Regions from separate parts of the Sus scrofa genome. Here region 1 is linked to region 2. A link is a contact called in public HiChIP or PLAC-seq data. All regions are on one chromosome and are shown on one strand. The core of a region is the stretch at or near the end of the contact, and the rest is flanking DNA. Distances in the headings are between cores, read along the strand shown. Region 1 overlaps LOC110260651 (a long non-coding RNA gene). Region 2 has its middle 72 kb from the start of RBFOX2.

Region 1 (3,890 bases), core at 185-2,684, 220 kb before region 2:
GTAAATTAAAGTGTGAAGGATAATCCATTCGCCAGTGGCAACCGGGGCACGTCTCCTTCCAGGTGCAGAAATGTCACTGTGTATATACCCCCCCTCTTTTTTTGGTCTTTTTGCCTTTTCTAGGGCCGCTCCCACGGCATATGGAGGTTCCCAGGCTAGGGGTCCAATCGGAGCTGTAGCTGCCGGCCTACACCACAGCCACAGCAACACAGGATCCCAGCCGCGTCTGCGACCTACACCACAGCTCACGGCCATGCCGGATCCTTAACCACTGAGCAAGGGCAGGGATCGAACCTGCAACCTCATGGTTCCTAGTCAGATTCGTTAGCCACTGCGCCATGATGGGAACTCCAACATACATCATCTTATCTAATTCTTATTTCCATTCTATAAGGATGTCCCCCCCACCCATTGTATAAGAGAAGAAATTGAAGCTCAGAGAGGTTGTGTACCTTCCCATAGGTCACACAGCTCTTTGGTAGCACAGCCAGGTCTGGAACTACATATTTCATCTTGAAGGCAATGGTTTAGCCTTGAGATTTTACAAACTATAATGACTCTGGGGTTGTCCTTCTGCTCTCAGGTCCTTTTTGTCCTCATCTATTGGGCGAGGTGGCTGAACAAGATCTCTTAGGTCTTGTTAATTCTGTCTGTAATTCTAGGATTCCTCTTGATGGGCTCTAGGCATCCAGGGTTTGATTGTCAAGCTCCTTCCAGCTACCATCATCGGTGTGAGATGGACACCTTCTCCTTTCCTGACTCTAATCTTGGCCCGTAGAAGCAAAGGAAAACCAAGTAGGGGTTTTAACAACCATGAAGAAAATAATCGATGAATACGGCCAACTGGTCAACCCCAGGGAACACTGTTAACATTGTTCCACCTTACAGGTCAATGCCCTTGAACTTTGGGAAGCCGGTGGGAAGGGAAATGGGATCTCTTCCTTTTACCTGATGAGGACCTCCTGCCCATGGCCTGCGACATCAGCCTCCACCTTCCCCCAGACGTTCAGCACCAGCTGCCATTCCCGTCGCTGAGCCCCCATGGCACAGTCTGCAGAAGAGAAACAGAGCAAGTGCGGGCGTACTGGGCGTCCTGGCTCTGACAGCTGGGGTTTGAGGCTGCCCAGACCAAAGGGGTTTTATACCTTCCCAGATGCCCGACAGAGATCAGTTGACAGCTGCTCGCTCCCTCTCTCCCCTCCCCCTGTCCCCTCCTCTTTCATGCAGGGGTCTAATCTTTTCCTTTCTCTAGCCCTCACATGGAAGCTATTTTGGGGCAGGTGCCATTGTGGAGAGGTAGGACAACTCAGGCCACGGGGGTGGGTTTGTGTGGGTGGAAAGAGTGAGGAGGAGCTTGGGCCACTGTCTGGACTCTCCGAGGCCAACAGAAAGGGCACCACCGAGGCCAATGCCAACGGCCTGAAACCCAACTCCCCCTGCTGTCATCCTTCTCAAGAGGACCTGTCATGTTTCTAAGCCTGGACAGCAGGCACCCCGGCTGGCCCTGTAGGAGTCTCTTCGCCCACCTTCTGCCCTCACCTGTCATTCCAGTGGGAAGGGGCCTAGATGGTTTTCTGCTTAGAGCTGGGTGAACCCAGTCAGAATCATAACCTCTTGGAGCCTGGATTTTCCCACCCTACCCAGAAAACTCCTGGTTTAGTGGCCTGGCTCAAACATTTCCCTCTGAAAAGTTTTGCTTGTCATAACCTTCAAGGCACAATTAATTGCTTGCTCTTTCCATCTGCTTGCGTGCGTTCCTGTTGCTCACCGCATCACATTAGATGTCTTTGTTTCCATACCAGCTCCTGGCTTAGTATCATGGCAGCCAATATGCACAGAGACTTTGCCGGGTGCCAGGCCCTATTCCAAGCGCTGTACATTTGGTGACTCCTTTAGACCCCAATAGCCTTATGGGGTTGATTAAAAATGGCCGTCACCCCCATCGCATGGAGGGCAAGTTAGGGAAAGCTGCCATGGTTGCACAGCTAGTTGATGGAAGATTTGGGATTTGAACCCAGGAAGTCAGGCCCTGAATGTGTGCTCCTGAACATCTTACTTTTCATGTGGGCAGGAGCTTTGTTTTATTCATCTGTGTAACCTTTGGGCCTTACACAGTGTGTGTACCAATTTTGAACTGAATAAATGTTCATTGAAAAAAAAAAGAGGGATGGCCTTGCAAGGAAGGCAAGTGAAGGATGATTGGCCTTTATTTTCCATCCATCTATCCATCCATCCTTCCATCCATGCTTCATCTGTCTATCCACTCACCTATCATCCATCAATCTGTCCATCATTTATCCACCGACTCATCATCTACCCACCCACCCATCATCCATCGCTCATCCATCTACCCACCCATCCACCATCTGTCCATCTGTCCAACACACAGTTACTGAGTACCTACTGTGTGTGTGAGAAACTGTGATACTTGCTGAGGACACAAAACCAAATAAAACACTTCCTGGTGTTCAAGAAACTCAGTTTCCTGGAGAGATAAGTAAGAGAAATGAATTTAGGGTACAGTTTATTTAGTGCTCTGATCAAGGTCTGCACAGAACGTTAAGAGTTTACGAAGTGCCTCCTTGGGCAGAATTACATCTCGTCTCCACAAGGTCCCTGAAAAGTCACGCGCATCATCCCACCCTGCCGCTGTGGACCATGAGACTCAGAAAGGATGAGCAGGTGTCCTGGCCCTCCTGGGTCTGTTTCAGACATGTCAGTTATGCCGCCCCACAGTGTACAGCTCTTGCTAAAGATAACTGCCCTGCCCCAGCCCTGAGTCCTGTCCTCCCCGTAAACCTGCAGCTGATTGGACACGGGCTAGGACTTAACCCAAGGCAGCCAATGGCAGGGCTCCGTCAATAGCCAATGTCTATTAACTCCACTAATCAGATCCCTGCTTTGAAATGTGAAACAGGGGTGACCAGCAGCAGTTGGCTGGGTGGTGGGGAATGCAGGGTCAAAGAAGGTTTCATGGCCAGCACTGGGTAAGAACCCCCAACCGGGTAAGACCCAGCGCAACCTTGGGTCTCCATTCCAGTCTCTGTGAAGTCAGCTCCAATTGCAATTGGAGGATTACCACCGGCTGCCACTTCCTGTGTGACCCCTTGTGTATCCTTGAGTGAGCCCCGTTTATTTATTGCATCAGCTGATTCCTGACAACCCAAAGAGCCCAGAGGCACACAGGCTGCAGTCAGGCACCCCTTCTGGACAACATACTTCTAAAATTACACGTGAGGCTCCATGTTAACCCAGGAGGCCCAGCTGGTCAACCTCCAGAAGCCATCCAGCCTTCACAGTGGACGACACATTAGCAAAATAAGTAGCTAAATGTCAGGGGGCTTTTCTCGGGGGCTAGCATTCACTCATTTGTTCGTTCGCCAGCCTGGTACTGAGGGCCTCCTCTGTCCAAGCCTAGGGTCAAAGGGCAAGGCAACTGGGAGAACATCTGCTGAGGATTCAGTTCTTACTTGCTAGAGGGTGAGCCCAGCAGCGGAGAAGGGGAGGGCAGAAGGAAGAGAGGAAGGGGAGTTCCCTTCGTGGCTCAGCAGTCAACAAACCCGACTAGGATCCCTGAGGATGCAGGTTCGATCCCTGGCCTTGCTCCATGGAATGAGGATCTGGTGTTGCCATGAGCTGTGGTGTGGGTGGCAGACAGGGCTCAGATCTCCAATTGCTGTGGCTGTGATGTAGGCCAGCAGCTGTAGCTCTGATTTGACCCCTAACCTGGAACCTCCATATGCCTTGGGGTGGCAAAAAAAAAAAAAAAAAAAAAAGAAGAAGAAGAAGGAAGGGAGGAGGCAGCCAGGAGCTGCAGCCCCCTGCCCCCCTTGCCCTGACTGGTCACAGCCCTGGTGGCCCTTCGGTGACACCACTGAAAAAATCATCAC
Region 2 (3,560 bases), core at 751-3,250:
AGGAAATATACTTTTTTTTTTTGCAACTGTGAAGTTTATCATATAAAATGGTAATTTCCCTTTTTAAAAGAAGGCATATGGACTTTCTGGGGTGATCAGAGCTGAGGTCTGGGCAGGGATGATTAAATAAACTCCCAAGATCATTTTCCAGCGGCAGCATCGTACTGAAGAAAGAAAGATTGGAAGTGAAAAAGATCTGGAACTAAAGTGCCAAATTACCACTCACTAGCTATGACCTTGAGCAAGTAGCTTCTCTTAAACCTATTTCCTCATCTATAAGTGTGGGGTATTATGAACATCAGAAATAACATACATAAAGCACCTAGGTCACTGCCTGGCTTAAGAATTCATAGTTGTTTACAGATTTGCTTATCATTGTTTTTCTCAGCCCACCACAAAAAGACAGAAAATGACTCCTTAACAAACCTGACATTTTAGGGCTACTACTGTAATTTATTTTAAACTGGTAACAGATTGTCAATAGAGCATGCCTAAAGGAAGCTATTTTCTCCGTGAATTTAAAAGTAAAATTTGGAGTTTCCGTCGTGGCGCAGTGGTTAACGAATCCAACTAGAAACCATGAGGTTGTAGGTTCGATCCCTGGCCTTGCTCTGTAGGTTAAGGATCTGGCATTGCCGTGAGCTGTGGTGTAAGTCGCAGACGTGGCTCAGATCCTACATTGCTGTGGCTCTGGCGTAGGCCAGCGGCTACAGCTCTGATTAGACCTCTGGCCTGGGAACCTCCATGTGCCACGGGAGCGGCCATAGAAAAGGCAAAAAGACAAAAAAATTTAAAAAAAATTAAAAAAAAAAAAAAGTAAAATTTGCAGGAAGAGAAACACAAAGTTTTCCACAGGGCAAGATGTCGCTAAATCAGATGGCTAAGAAAACTGATAAGAGACTGTAGGGAAAAGTCGAGCTCCCGGAAAGGGGGCGCGTCTAACAGAGGATAAAGAATCACAGCCACTCTGTGTGGGGGTGAGCCCAACACCGCAACTCTCTGTCACAGAAGAGCTCAGAGTAAAGGTTTGTTTTTTTTTCCCCAGTTTCTTCAAAATTCCACTCCTCCCTTAAACCAGCGATACTTACCTGACAATAACAAACACAAGGCAAAGAGAAACAAAAACACCTCCACCTGCAGTAGAGAAGGGGGATGCTGAGGATGCGAGAGATGCTGGCTACAAGGGGTGAGAACTTTTCTATGATGCAGAAAGAAAACCAATGGCTGCACCATCTTCTTTGGCTGCTTTCAGGTGATGGCAGGAATCTCCAAGTCATTCACCTGCTCTCCTATCAGGGCTGTGAAAGGGGAGACAGTAGGTCTGGTCCTTCTACAGGGCCGAGCTAAAAGCTATGAAGGAGTTAAAGCTTTCAGAATATTAGAAGGAAAATGCTGGAGGACTTTTAGGGCCTTAATAGCCAACCCAGTGGAATGGAAGACAGTCTGGGCATTAGAACCAGATGGGCCTTCCTGGCTACTTGACCTTGGGCAAGCTGGACAGCCTCTCGAGCCTTCACGCCTCTCATCTATAAAACTGAGTGAATGTAAAAGGCAAACTGCTTCAGAACAGGCACTCGATACAGGTTAAATGCTTCTCCCAGGCCCCAGGACAGCCATACATAAGACTAGGAATGCGGCTGGTGGCTGGCCTATCTAGCTACATCATAAATGTTCGTTCTCTCCCTCCCCTTTCCCTCTAACTTGGCAGAAAGGGCATCAAGGCCAAGTAGGGAAAGTAACGCTCCCAAGGTCATGCTGCTGGTTACTGGCAGAATTAGGCTTAAAAAATCAGCCTCTTCAGGCTCCATGCGTGTACCTTGCCTCATTGGAACCTTCCCTCGGGGACAGGGCAAGCTTACTTAACATTAAATGGGTTCAGGGAGTCAACGCAAACAACAGCACGAGCTAACTACAATGTCACCGCTCACTGTGTTTCAGGCACCCAGGAGTTAAACACACCCAGGAGCTGCGCTGGGCACACTCCTTATGGGAAGAGGCCAGAGAGGCACTGAAATCCATTCCTCGACATGATTGGTCGGTTCCCAAAGGGGTGGGGAAGAGGCGAGGGGAGAAGAATGTCCTCGTCGCCAGATCCCCAGGATCCCCACGGGTAAACAACAGCGAGAACATCTGCTCAGGTTTTCAACTAAAACTGTAAAGTATTTCTGAACACTTGACCACCAGATCAGACGACTGGAACCTCTGACCTTCATCAACAACAACAGCTCTTGTTCTTTAATGACCAGATTCTCAGTGACACAATCTGGATGAACGAGTGCAAAAAGCCAGCTTGAAATTTCTCTAGCACAGCATTAGCGGCAAATGCTCATGCTCTCCGTGCTGGGAATCACCCGCCACCCTCCCTCCTGCCCACCTGCCCTTACAGAGGAACCCGGCCTGCCAGTCGCTGCTCAAACTCTGACAATCACCTTCCCTCTGAATTTCTCTCCTTCTTCTTTAAGAGGAGCCCCCTCCTTTGCAAAGAGGCTATCTTATTGCAAGAAGCAACCTCTCTGGAATTGCGTTAGCACACATGTGCAGAGCAGAGAGAAGGGAGGGTCTGGGGAGAGAGAAATCCAATACCTTGCCAAATCCACCGGGAAGTCTGCCCGAGTTATTAAGCCAGGACAGGGCACTTAACCGAATTGGTTGAGGCAATGCCCTTCAATCCTGGCTGCATTCCTCCCCCAAGGGAGAATGGAGAAAGGCCTGGCTCCTCAAAATCTTATTACCGTCGACCACTCTTCATTCCTGAGAAGTTTCTCTCCCCCATTTCAAGGATATACACAAAATGCTTAAGCTCCGAGCAGAGTATGAGAGAGGTGGCCCCCCATCTCCAGTACACACGAGGACTTCACAGGACGGATCGCCAAGAGCCGCTGCAACGGCATTCCCTCTGTTCTTAGGTACGACTCCAACTAAATCCTCAAGTCCACAACCCTGAAGGGAGGAGGAGATGTCACAGAACCAAAGTAAAACTGAAGAGAAAGCCTCTTGCTGAATGACTAAACCAGGAGGACTTCAAGAAACCAAGCCAGTGCAGGGAACAGGTTGAGCCCACCTTAGTGCGGCCCGGGAGTCAGGGCAAGGCCCACTCTAAACAATCTGGAAGCACTGCCTCCCGACCTCTCAGGAACCGCCTCGGCCAGGAGTGACCTGAAACCACCGTGGACTCAGAGCAAAGACTCCTCAACGCTGGGCCAAAGCAAACCAGCTCCAGGAAGTGGCAGAGGCTGCTTAAGTCTCCCCTTTGTTCCTGCTCTGCCATCCCAAAGCCAAATCTAATCACACTGTGCTACGCACGCCCTTCACTAACACAGACGTCTCATTTATAAATCCCAGGGAGCACAAGTGACTCAGCTCCCTTTCGCAGGAATGTTCAGCAAATTAACTACTCAAGGAGGTTCCGCGTGGTTATTAAAAACACAGGCTTCAGTGTCAGACAGGCCTCAGTTTAAATACCTGTTCCACCGCTTTCCAGCTCTGTGACCCAGACCTCCCCAAAGCTCAGATGCTTCAGACTCGGCTTCTTCCGTCTGCCTGAGAGGGAGAGCTGGAGG

The links. HiChIP or PLAC-seq counts read pairs in DNA pulled down with a chosen protein or histone mark.
Region 1: a contact with region 2 is called in an H3K27ac HiChIP or PLAC-seq map of skeletal muscle. The contact joins two enhancer-like sites. A contact is called at or near these places in 10 of 47 Hi-C or Micro-C datasets (embryonic fibroblasts, fetal skeletal muscle, heart right ventricle and 4 more) and 1 of 2 datasets of contacts at active chromatin or transcription factors (skeletal muscle).

The regions. Positions count from the first base shown.
Region 1 is chr5:11,958,150-11,962,039 of Sscrofa11.1, reverse strand. It overlaps LOC110260651 (a long non-coding RNA gene), which reads right to left. Exons shown (of 2, transcript XR_002343916.1): 2 at 952-2,485. Among named protein-coding and RNA genes, the nearest start is that of SYN3, 58 kb to the left of the region's middle. Within about 2 kb of position 1,434, at least 5 of the 83 cell types and tissues checked have an H3K27ac peak or open chromatin away from gene starts, as enhancers often do. A contact at or near this core is called in fetal skeletal muscle and skeletal muscle, where this site is marked.
Region 2 is chr5:11,735,116-11,738,675 of Sscrofa11.1, reverse strand. It overlaps a transcript of RBFOX2 not described here. Among named protein-coding and RNA genes, the nearest start is that of RBFOX2, 72 kb to the left of the region's middle. Within about 2 kb of position 2,000, at least 55 of the 83 cell types and tissues checked have an H3K27ac peak or open chromatin away from gene starts, as enhancers often do. A contact at or near this core is called in fetal skeletal muscle and skeletal muscle, where this site is marked.